2 separate regions of the Oryctolagus cuniculus genome follow, and region 1 is linked to region 2. A link is a contact called in public Hi-C data. All regions are on one chromosome and are shown on one strand. Each heading gives the region's core, a stretch centred on a gene start, on an enhancer-like site or on the middle of the called end of the contact. The rest is flanking DNA. Distances are from core to core; before and after follow the strand shown.

Region 1 (5,773 bases), core at 2,250-4,749, 540 kb after region 2:
TGCAGAGAGTTAAGCTGGTGTATGGCATACTGTACAGGTGCTGGTTCTAGTCCCAGTTGCTCCACTTCCAATCCTGCTCCCTGCTAATGCACCTGGAAGGTAGCAGAAGATGGTGCAAGTGCCTGGGCCCCTGCACCCATGTGGGAGACTCAGATGGAGTTTCAGGAGCCTGGCTTTGGCATGTTCAGGCCATTGTGGCTATTTGGGGAGTGAATCACTGGATGGAAGAGTCTCTCTCCCTCTCTCTCTGTAATTCTGCCTTTCAAATAAATAAATAATTTTTAAAAAAGAATAAAATCCAAAATCTGTGCACTGCCCTACAACACTCAGCACAACCTTACCTCCAGCTGTATCTCAGATTTTCTTGTCAATGCCCTCTCCTCTCCTCTCTCTAAAGGCCTCCTTGTGGCTCTGTTCTGGCTGAGAACAGTCCAGGCTCTGAGGCTTTGTACTTGCTCATTCCCTCTGCCTGGAATACTCTCCCCACAGATATCTCCCTGGCTCTCAGGCATGTGACACAGGCTTCTCCCACAATGCTACATGAGCCTCTCTCTGATCATCCTACTTGTGTAGGACCCATCCTGCTTCTTTATCTTGTAGAAATGGGACTCCCTCTTCCCTCACCTTACTTTATTTTTCCTCCTATTATTTTTATTATCTAACATAATATCTATTTGCCTATTATCTGTCTTCCAATTGGACTATAAATTCCACAAGGGCAAACATTTTTTCTTTGGGGGACCACTATATCCCCAGCACCTGGAAGAGTCCATGATCAATAGTAAGAGGTAGATAAATACCTCATGGTTAAGAGCATGGGCCCTGAAGCCAGTCTGTTTGAGTTAGAATCCTAGCTCTGTTACTTACAGAGTAATCTGTGATCCTGGGCTACTTAGGTTTTCTGTGCCTCAGTTTTGTCCCCTGTAGGCTAGGGATAATACTAGTACCTGTGTGTAGCAGGGTTGTTGAAGATGAAGTAAATTAGCATATGCCAACTACTTAATATGGTGCCTGCCACATAGAACATTTATCTAATTCTAGCTATTATTTTTGCATATATATGAATGATAAATATCCAATGATAAAGTCACAAGCCTCGTTCTTGGAGAACTATCACGATTTTACCTGTCTGGTAGTTTCCTGGGAAACTCCACTTGCAAGGCTGTTTGTATTTCAGCTGACTTAAGACCATTCATTGGACAATTGTCAAGGAAAACTTAGAGGGGCTGGCGCTGTGGCACAGTGGGTTAATGCCCTGGCCTGAAGCACGGGCATCCCATATGGGTGCTGGATATATATGAATGATAAATACATATCATGTGTTCAGTAAGATTTCTTAAAATATCCAAATGACAGGACTCTATTTTCTATTATTTTATCTAATTTATTAGCTACATTCATTCTTCAAGAGCTGTCACCTTGAAGTTACTGACCCATAGATAGGGAGTACACGAGGTTCTCATACTTTACACATCAAAAGTCAACTAGCTTACTGTTAAAAATTCATCTTTTGTTTCTAAAACTTAGAAAATCTATTTGTATACTGGTTCCAACCATTTTTTTTTTTTGACAGGCAGAGTTAGACAGTGAGAGAGAGAGAGAGAGAGAAAGGTCTTCCTTCCATTGGTTCACCCCCAAATGGCCGTTATGGCCAGTGCGCTGCGGCGATCTGAAGCCAGGAGCCAGGTGTTTCCTCCTGGTCTCCCACGCGGGTGCAGGGCCCAAGCACTTGGGCCATCCTCCACTGCCTTCCCAGGCCACAGCAGAGAGCTGGACTAGAAGAGGAGCAACCAGGACAGAACCGGCACCCCAACCGGGACTAGAACCCAGAGTGCTGGTGCCACAGGCGGAGGATTAGCCTAATGAGCCACGGCGCTGGCCTCAACCATTTCTTTCTTTCTTTCCTTTTTTTTTTGTTTTGTTTTGTTTTGTTTTGTTTTTATTTTTTGACAGGCAGAGTGGACAGTGAGAGAGAGAGACAGAGAGAAAGGGCTTCCTTTGCCGTTGGTTCACCCTCCAATGGCCGCCACGTTGCGGCCGGCGCACCGCGCTGATCCGATGGCAGGAGCCAGGTGTTTCTCCTGGTCTCCCATGGGGTGCAGGGCAGAAGTACTTGGGCCATCCTCCACTGCACTCCCTGGCCACAGCAGAGAGCTGGCCTGGAAGAGGGGCAACCGGGACAGAATCCAGTGCCCCGACCAGGACTAGAACCCAGTGTGCTGGTGCTGCAAGACGGAGGATTAGCCTAGTGAGCTGCGGTGCTGGCCTAACCACTTCTTTTTAACATTCGATTTGGAAGTGGAACAGCTTAATTTTCTGTATAGGAAGTTAATTAGTCACAGTTTTCCAACCTGGAGAAATAATCCTGAGGCACATTTGCAAGATTCTAATTTTCCATGTTCCACATACCTACCTGTGTCCAACACTGGATTTCTTTTTGAGTCCTGGGTCATTTGGGGTATTAACGAAACACACGGCTAAGAACAAAAACAAGTTCAGCTGGTGTGGCGGCCCAAATCACCAGCACAGGCAGCGCTCTCCCCAAGCAGGGAGATGTCTGAGCAACTGAGTGACAGCAGGGATACCTGCTCTCCCTGGCTACCTGTGTGCCCAATCCAGAGACTCTCAGACAGCTCTGGCATTGCAGGAAAGCAATTGTTTAAAATATCTGTATTCACTGAATGTGAGAAAGTAATAATGCATTAGCAGGAAACTGGACAGGAAGCAGAGCAGCTGGGACATGAACTGGTGCTCAGATGGGATGCCTGGTCCCAGGTGACAGCTTTACCTGCTATGCCACAATGCCAGCCCCCTGGTACTGCTTTAAATATACAAATTTCCCATTATCTTTCACAAACCACTACTCGATAAATGCTAAATTGGGTGATTTATGCTTGGGTTCCATCTTCCCCTAAAACTGTGTCTTAATTTTAGAAATCTTTGAGAATGTTAAGTAACTGATTTCAACTTTTCTCTGGGTAATACAATTAATTAATTATTTTAAAATCTCTTTTAAAAGTTTTGCAAGAAAAGTCTTCCCCACTGCCCAGCCACAGTGTTCCACACACCCACACCCTCCCATATGGAAAAGCACCCTGCTATCAAGACTCCCGTCTCCTTTCAAAGGTTTTTTTATTTGTACACAAGCAAATAAACCTACGCTGATATTTCATACAAAAGGTCACCCTTTGCGCTCTGTTATACCTTTGATATTTAACAGTGGGGCTCAAAGCTGTTTCCAGATAAGCACACCGGTAGCGTCTTAGCCTGTTTTTCAGTGTTGTATTATGTGAACGAACCTTAATTTAGGTACCCGTCTCATCACTGTTTCTATTCTTCCGCAGTGCTACAGTGAATAATCCCTGTCTATTTTCAAAGTGTGATGATCTTGGCCCGAGGCCCAGCTGGTAGGCTGAGCACGGTGTCCATCAAAGCCCAAATGTTCCTGTGGTGTTCAGAACCTGAGACTCATGACTCACAGGCTCCAAGGTTAGTCACTGCCACCCCGCAGCACTCAGCGGGGAAAACGCGACACCCATCACGTCTGGAGCCACAGAAGCACCCCATAGCAGGCCACAATCCAAGAAATCACCAGACTGAGTAAAAACCCCATCCAACCCTGCCAAGACACAGACTGAAAGAAATTCCCAACCCTATGGAAATAAGGCAAGACTAATTACTGTAATTAGCCGCCTGCACAATTAGAAGTGACTCAGCATATTACACAAGAGGCCCGCCTGGCCCCTTAGCAAGGCCTCTGCCACTTTCTCTCCCTCCTCAGCCCATGCCCTGCCTTCTCAGTTGAGTATGGTTTTTCTGATTCAGGCTCATTTCTTTTCAACACAATGTCACATGTGGACAGTAGGGACAGCAGCCAAACTGCCATAATCACCAACTTGTAGTATAAACTGAGATCTAATCCATCTACAGTAGAAGGCACTGATCTGAAGTCTATAGCTCAGACATTTTTATAAAAGAAAATATCATGGAACCAACACCGCAATCAAAATATGGGACAATTTTCTTCCTCCAGAAGTCCCTTTATGTCCCTGTTTCCCATCCTCCTCACCCTTCCCCCAACCATACAAACCCCACACTCCCGCCCCAGGAGGCTGATTCTGATTTCAGTGAGGGAAAATAACTGATTATCTGCTGCGAAGTAGGAAGCAGCAACTGAACTACAAAGAGCCTTCTCAGGTCCTAAAGTTCTCTAGTGTGTGTGTGGTGGGGGGAATCTACCTCACTTGCTGAATCTATATTTTACTTTCTTCTCCCTTGGATGATCACTGGATACTTTAAAAAAAAAAAAAAAACTTACATGCATTTGCAGTAATTTCCAGATTTGGTCCCAAAGTTTGTAAACTAGAGAAGCAGCAAAAAAACTAGGGTTGAAAACCATGAGCTGAGCCTAACTCTGGGTCCGTCTCTCAGTCCACTTCTTTATGAGCTAAGATGGGACTTCAAAAAAGGACATGAAAAAGTGGAATTAAAAGAGAATTTTGGGAGCCGCCTGCAGTACCAGCATCCCATATGGGTGTTGGTTGGAGTTCTGGCTGCTCCACTTCTGATCCAGCTCTCTGCTATGGCCTGGAAAAGCAGTGGAAGATGGCCCAAGTGCTTGGGCCCCTGCACACACATGGGAGACCTGGAAGAGGCTCCTGGCCCCTGGCTTTGGATCAACCCAGCTCTGGCTGTTGCAGCCATCTGGGGAGTGAACCAGAGGATGGAAGACCTCTCTCTCTCTCTGCCTCAGCCTCTAACTTTGCCTTTCAAATAAATCTTTAAAAAAGAGCGAGAGAAACAGAATTTTAGTGCAAAAAAATTTTGAAATAGTCTATCTGGGTACAGAACCGGGGTTCAGAGAGCCAGGTTGTGGTGGAGAGTTTAGAAAAGAGATGTTATGGCTGCAAAATGGAGAGTGAGATTCGGTTCCGCTGTCTCTGTGGTCAGGAAAGGCCAACAAGGCAAGGCGAGAGTGACTGCAAGGAAAAGATTTTTTAGCTAAAGGTGAGTCTGGACCAAGGACACAGATTTTGCCAATGAGCAGGGAAGATAAAAGTTCACATGACTGCTGGTAAAAGAGCACACACAGGCCCGGCTCCCTGGGGGAGAAATGGGCAACTCACCAAAGACTGCAAAGTGGGAGTCCCCATGTTCAGGCAGAGCGAATGTCCCACTGGGGTTTGAGCTTTGGGTTTTTCTCTGTGCCAATGGGGAAGGGCTTATGGTAAGGCCAGATACAGACAGGTGTTGCTGTCCCAAGAACCCCAGGAGCAAGCCTGCGGCCTGGGAAGTGTACACAAGAGGACACCCGCAGAAGGCGGGCCAGCTGAGCGGGCCATCTCCCCACTTCCTGCTGCTGCGTGCCCAGGCAAGCACGGAAGACAGTTCTGTGACAAGAGGAAACCCCAAGCCACCTCTTAGGCAGAGTCCCTTGGATGATGAGTGACTTGGGAGCCCAGGCCTGGGGGGTAGGGGTGAGGCCCTGGACCACCCATAGAGAACAGCCTTGGCCACGCTCAGAGTCATGGAAGGGGAGCTGTGCTCCCTGAGGAGCCACCACCTTCACCTGTGAAAGTCAGACCCACCCCACTCTCTAATTCGGACCCTGTGAATAATAAAGACTTGGGGGAGCCCCAGCGAGGACCTGATAAACTTCCCACTAGTCAGCCAAACGAGATAAAGTCAGTTTTCCTTATGTGAACTTTCAGCAAAAGAGCAGGGGAGGGCCTTGCTCCCCCGGGTGAAATAAACTGTCCCTGGAAGAGAGTAA
Region 2 (6,242 bases), core at 1-2,500:
CTCCCCAAATGGCTGCAATGGCTGGAGCTGGGCAGATCTGCAGACAGGGGTTCTTCTAGGTCTCCCACGTGGGTGCAGGATACCAATCACTTGAGCCATCTTCTGATGCCTTCCCGGGCCATTAGCAGAGAGCTGGATTGGAAGCGGAGCAGCCAGGACTCCAGCCAGCGCCCAAATAGGATTCCCCACTGCAAGCGCAGGCTTAACTTACTACACTAAAACGCCGGCCTCTAATTTCTGGAAATTAATTCTACACTTTTATATCTAGAACCTTTATTCACTATGTTACAAACTTGTAACATCATAATCGTAAATGACAGGCAGAAATGTCTAACTCAAAAATTTTAAAACCTTGATAACACATCTTTGGTGCCCATAAAACTGATACTTAAAGAGCTCACACTGTGACAAAAATGATTCTTCTATGTAAGAACACACAGCCATCTTCCTCCTTTCAGCTTTTTCATCCAAGATCTCTCCATCAAGAACCTCTTTACATAGGCGTGTAGGGACATTGGATTTTACTCCAAAAATTTTAGCCAGGAGTGACAGGTTACGGAAATTCTTTGCTGTGCACAACAGCACGGTTTGGAACACGTGTACATGGAACACAAACGGCTGCACAAACCGCTTTCTGTCGTGTATGTCACTTTCAGTGGTGAATTAGGGGTCTCCGAGGGACCAGTAGCTCCGACACCAGCTGAAGTTGGTTCGAGTCCTCTGCTCACTGAGCCGGCGGGGCGCTCAGGGGCCCCTGTCCCAGGCGCTGAGGAGCTCGCGGCGGATGCTAGGCGGGCGACCGTGGCCACTGGAGCGCCCGGGACCGGACCGCTTCTCGCACCCGGGCCCCGCCTCGTCCGCCCGCCCTCTCCGCTGGCCTGCGGCGCCGGTACCTGTTGTTCCCATCTCTGTCGTGCAGTCGGCTTGGCTGCATCGCCAGGAGGTACATAATTGTCAATGTGTCCCCCTTCGACGGTCAGTTTGTGGATCTCCCCGAGGTTCTTGTCCCGAGTGCGGGACTCGAACCGGGACTTCAGCAGTCCCTGTTTCTTCTTGGTTGTCCAAGAACAAATTGTTTCCACGCTCCAGGCAGAGGGCGGCCTTTCGCCGCCTCCCTTAGTCCAAAATATCAAAACAAATCGATCTGGCCACACCACGGCTCCACAGCGCAGCCCCGCGGTTACCAGCGCCGCAGCGGGCAACCACCGCCCGGGAGACCCGGGAACGCAGCGGGCGGGGCGCGCCCCTGAGCACGCGCACTGAGGCCCATCACGGCCAGCGCGCATGCGCAAGACCCGCGCCTCCCAAATCCTGGCGGCGGACGGTTCAGTGTGTCTTGGCTGAGCTTAGAGGACGTTTGGCGAGACAGACGCCTATCTGGAGGAAAGCGGACTTTGCTGTGAGAGTATTCTGAAGGCCTCAAACTCCTCTGAAAATCTAATCTTATTTCTCTGCCCTCTGGGTCCCGGTTGCTCTCCATGGGAATTTAGCAGATGCAGACACACAATGCTGTTTCCATGACTGCAGAGATCATGGCCATCGGTGCTATAAACTGCACACTTAGCGAAATCAATGCCCATTTTCCAGAAGAAATGAAAACTCACTTCTGCAGGACTCCTACCCCCGTCCTTCGGTTTAGTTTACATTGACTTTTGCTTTACTTAAAAAAACAAAACAAAACAAAACAAAACAAAAAAAAAAACACTTATTTCCCCCATTTGAATGTTTAATCAGTGCTTGGTTTATTTCGTAGTATGGTATAACATTTAAGAACTTTCTAGCTGTTCACTTGTCCTAAACATTTCATTATTTAGCACTAGGTTAAAATGACACTTCATTTAACCTTATTCTCAGTTTTGTTCTGGTCTGTGTTTCATTGTGTCTCATTGCATTTTCTGCCTCGTTCACCAGTACTCCATTACTCTGACTTCTTTACATATAACATACACAGTATTGTGATACCCATTACAGTTCCAAAGTCCTTTTCTCCCTTCTTACTGTGTTTTTTCCCCCTCAGTGTGCTCTTGGCAGTGTTTACATGTACATTACTGGAAATGAATTTGCAATCAGCATGCTACATTAAGAAGAGTTTTTAGTGAAACTTTGATTGTAACAGGGTAAAGAAAATCAGTTCAACTGAGAACCCATTGAATCAGTCTATCTAAATGCTGTTAATTCTTATTTTTAATTTTTTCTTCATTTGTTTTAGAGCAAGGGGGAGAGGAAATGGGAGAGGGAGAGAGTGAGAGAGTATTCCTGTATGCTGGTTCACTCCCCAAATACTTTGTGGTACCTCTTATATTACACCACATAGATAGCCAGATGCTAAAGGTGAAGTGCCAAAGTCTGGACTGTATTGTAAGAAACAGAATGTTGGCTGGGTGTATTTGTTCATTCATATTAAGTGGCTTCTGAGAAAATACACTCTTTCAAGTACTCTAAAGAAATTAAGGATGGGGCCGGCGCCGTGGCTCACTTGGCTAATCCTCTGCCTTCAGCGCCGGAGTCCCATATGGGCACTGGGTTCTAGTCCTGGTTGCTCCTCTTCCAGTCCAGCTCTCTGCTGTGGCCCGGGAAGGCAGTGGAGGATGGCCCAAGTGCTTGGGCCCTGCACCCGCATGGGAGACCGGGAAGAAGCACCTGGCTCCTTGCTTCGGATCGGCATAGCTCCGACCATAGCAGCCATTTGGGGGATGAACCAACGGAAGGAAGACCTTTCTCTCTGTCTCTCCCTCTCACTGTATGTAACTCTTACCTGTCAAATAAATAAAAAATATTTTAAAAAAAGAAATTAAGGATACATTGCTAATACTGCCTCAATTAACATTCATCCAGGTTTCTTGGTGTCATCATTGTAATAATCTAAAGGAAGACGAGAAGCAGAGTGTACCAAGCTATGTGCAAAGACTTATTAAAGAGGAACAAGTGATAAATTCTGTTATGAGCTCAGAGGCACCCAGAGGAGGGAAAAACAGAGAAGAAATTAACAAAGCAAAGGTTGAGCAAAATAAATAATGCCGTAAGAGTTAGGAAAAGAAGATGCATAGAATCAACCTTAATTGTAACAGCTGTTAATATATGTATGGGGTCTCTTTTTCTATTTTACTGTCATTAGGGTCAATAACATGTTCATCAGGCTGTCTGCTTGACAGAGATAAGCTTCATGGATAGCATGAGAGTTAATGTCTAAAGTCTTTTTCATGGTAGCTGTGGCCAGCTCAATCACCATCCTCACCAACACCCTGGCCTTCTCTACAGGGATTGTGAGCTCTTTCAAGCACACACTTGGGTACTTGGGCCCCTGTCATCCATGTGGGAGACCCAGGTGAAGCTCCTGGCCCTTGGCTTCAACCTGGCTCTGTCTTAGCCATTGTGATGACTGGGCAGTAAACCAGCAGGTGGAAGATCTCTGTGTGTCTCTTTCTCTCTCTCTCTCTCTCTCTAACTGTGAGTTTCAAATAAATAAATAATTTAAAAAAAAAAAAAAGAGAGAGAGGCCAGCACCGCGGCTCAATAGGCTAATTCTCCACCTGTGGCACCAGCACACCAGGTTCTAGTCCTAGATGGGGCGCCAGATTCTGTCCCAGTCACTCCTCTTCCAGTCCAGCTCTCTGCTGTGGCCCAGGAAGGCAGTGGAGGATGGCCCAAGTGCTTGGGCCCTGCACCCGCATGGGAGACCAGGAGAAGCACCTGACTCCTGGCTTTGGATCAGCGCGGTGCGCCGGTTGCAGTGCGCCGGCCGCAGCAGCCACTGGGTGGTGAACCAATGGAAAAAGGAAGACCTTTCTCTCTGTCTCTCTCACTATCCACTCTGCCAGTCAAAAAAAAAAAAAAAAAAAAAACACAGAGAAACCATTTCTGCATATAGACAACCATCAGGGGTCAAACTACACTGTCATATTTTTCATCTGCAGTTGGTTCAATCCAGAGCTGAAGAATTCATTCATACAGTGGGTCTACTGTATTATTTTAGCATATTTATAAAAGAAAAATTCTATAAATTAAAAGAACAACCACCATGGTGGTTAGTTCAGGGTGGCAGGTGCTGTGTGAAAATGGCCCTCTATGGATCCGGTGCTGTGGCTTAGTGGGTAAAGCCACTGCCTGCAGTGCCAGCATCCCATATGGGTGCTGGTTTGAGTCCAGCTGTTCCACTTCTGATCCAGCTGTCTACTATGTCCTAGGAAAGCAGCAGAAGATGGCCCAAGTCCTTGGGCCCCTGCACCCACATGGGAGACCCAGAGGAAGCTCCTAGCTCCAGGCTTCGGATTGGCGCAGCTCTGAATGTTGCAGCCATCCGGGGAGTGAACCAGTGGATATAAGACTCTCTCTCTCTCTCTCTCTCTCTCTCTCTCTCTCTCTCTCCTCTGCCTCTCTTTCTCTGTGTAGCTCTTTCAAATAAATAAATAAATAAATGGCCCTCTAGTCGGAGTATCTGGTGGCCAGGAGTCATTGCCTGATAATAACTACTCATGCTGTGGGTCTGGCCTTGCACAGTTGGCCTTCCTCCATTGCCCACACTCACCATCCTGCTTCTCTCCCTGGCCTCTACTTTCAGGTACCAGGAGCAAGCCCAGACAACTCTCTCTCTCTCTCTCTCTCACTCTGAGTTTCAAATAAATAAATAATTTAAAAAATGTCACAATGTCATAAAGACCATGTGAATGGCATGCAGCAGATATACAAGGGCCCTTGTACTGCCTTGGACATCTGGGAGGCATGATGGACTCTGCCAGCACAAGTGCCTTTCCCACATTGAGCTTATAAACCCTCCTCACTGGCTGGATACGCCCCTCTCCTCTGTGGTGTTCTTAGCACTGGTGCCTCCCATCTCCTGTTGACAGAGCATTGTAACCCATATATGACAGGTGTCAGGATGCTGGAGGACAAAATCAAGAATGACTGTCACGAGGAATTTCAGTATTGCCTCTTCAAGGCCTGCCAAGATGTGCAGGTAACACTAGCCCTCACTCAGAATGTTCTGGAATGTGAAACAGCTGTGGAGTTATAACAGTGTTAAGATTTTTGGAATGTAAAGCACACCTGGACCTCCAATAAGCCATATACAGGTGTTGCTATGAAGCAAAATATCAACCTTTAATGAAGATGCTGACAGCTGGTGACAGCACATGTGGGTGGAAGAACTTAACTTTTGATAAAGAACTAAAGATTTTACAATATAAAGCTCCATAATTTTTGTGACAGTTTGCTGTTAAGATCTTACAAGATTTCAAACGTGGGGAAAATTTCACTTAGAAGTATATTTGTTTCCTAGGGAATTTTAGTTGTGTGTGTATATGTGCACACGTGCACGCATGCCTGGTTCTTGTCCCAGCTGCTTCACTTCCAATCCAGCAACCTGGCTAATGTGCCTGAGAAAGCAGCAGAGGATGGCCCAAGTGCTTGGGCCCTCCACCCATGAGGAAGACCTAGAAGAAGATCCCACCTCCTGACTTTGGATCGGCCCAGCTCCAGTCTTTACAGCCATTTGAGGAGTGAACCAGCAGATAAAAGACCTCTCTCTTTGTTTCTACCTCTCTCTCTAACTCTGTCTTTCAATTAAATATAACAAATCTTAAAAAAAATAGTTAATTCACATTGCTGAATTTATCTATTTTGTATTTTTATTGTCTTTATTATCTTTATTTTATTTATTTATATAAAGAGAACATATTTCATTTATTTCATACATACAATTTCAAGTACATAATGAAATAACCTAACATTCCTCCTTTCCTTCTCTTTTCTTTCTTTTTTCCTTTTCATGTCTGCAATAACATACTCTCAATTTACTTTATGGTCACAGGCTTAATCCTCCACTAAATGAATAATTCAATAAGCAGAAAGTAGAGAGACCACTTTTCTACAGGAGTGTAGACAAAGACTATCAACAATAGTCAAATCTCAAGATGTTAATTTCACTCATATACATTACATTTTTGTACTCTATTCACTATATCTATATAGTATACATATGCACATATATGTGTATAGCAGCCACAAATCAGAGAAAACATATTTGTTTTTTGGGAATCTGGCTTATTTCACTATGCATAATGGTTTCCAGTTCCACCCATTTTGCTACAAAAGACAGGATTTCATTCTTATAATTTTATGACTGAGTAGCATTCCATGGTGCACATATACAACTTTATAGACATTTGGGTTGACTACAAATCTTAGCTGTTGTGAACTGAGCTGCTAAGAGCATGGTTATACAGATAACTCTTTCATAAGCTGAT

The links. A called contact is a pair of places that touch in the nucleus more often than the background predicts.
Region 1: a Hi-C map of psoas muscle shows a contact between it and region 2, with 4 times the contacts expected there. The contact joins two enhancer-like sites. A contact is called at or near these places in 2 of 6 Hi-C or Micro-C datasets (psoas muscle and an unstated tissue).

What each region holds. Positions count from the first base shown.
Region 1 is chr13:67,539,227-67,544,999 of mOryCun1.1, forward strand. No RefSeq gene overlaps it. Among named protein-coding and RNA genes, the nearest start is that of COQ8A, 10 kb to the left of the region's middle. Within about 2 kb of position 3,500, at least 5 of the 8 cell types and tissues checked have an H3K27ac peak or open chromatin away from gene starts, as enhancers often do.
Region 2 is chr13:67,001,606-67,007,847 of mOryCun1.1, forward strand. No RefSeq gene overlaps it. Among named protein-coding and RNA genes, the nearest start is that of ANKRD16, 120 kb to the left of the region's middle. Within about 2 kb of position 1,251, at least 7 of the 8 cell types and tissues checked have an H3K27ac peak or open chromatin away from gene starts, as enhancers often do.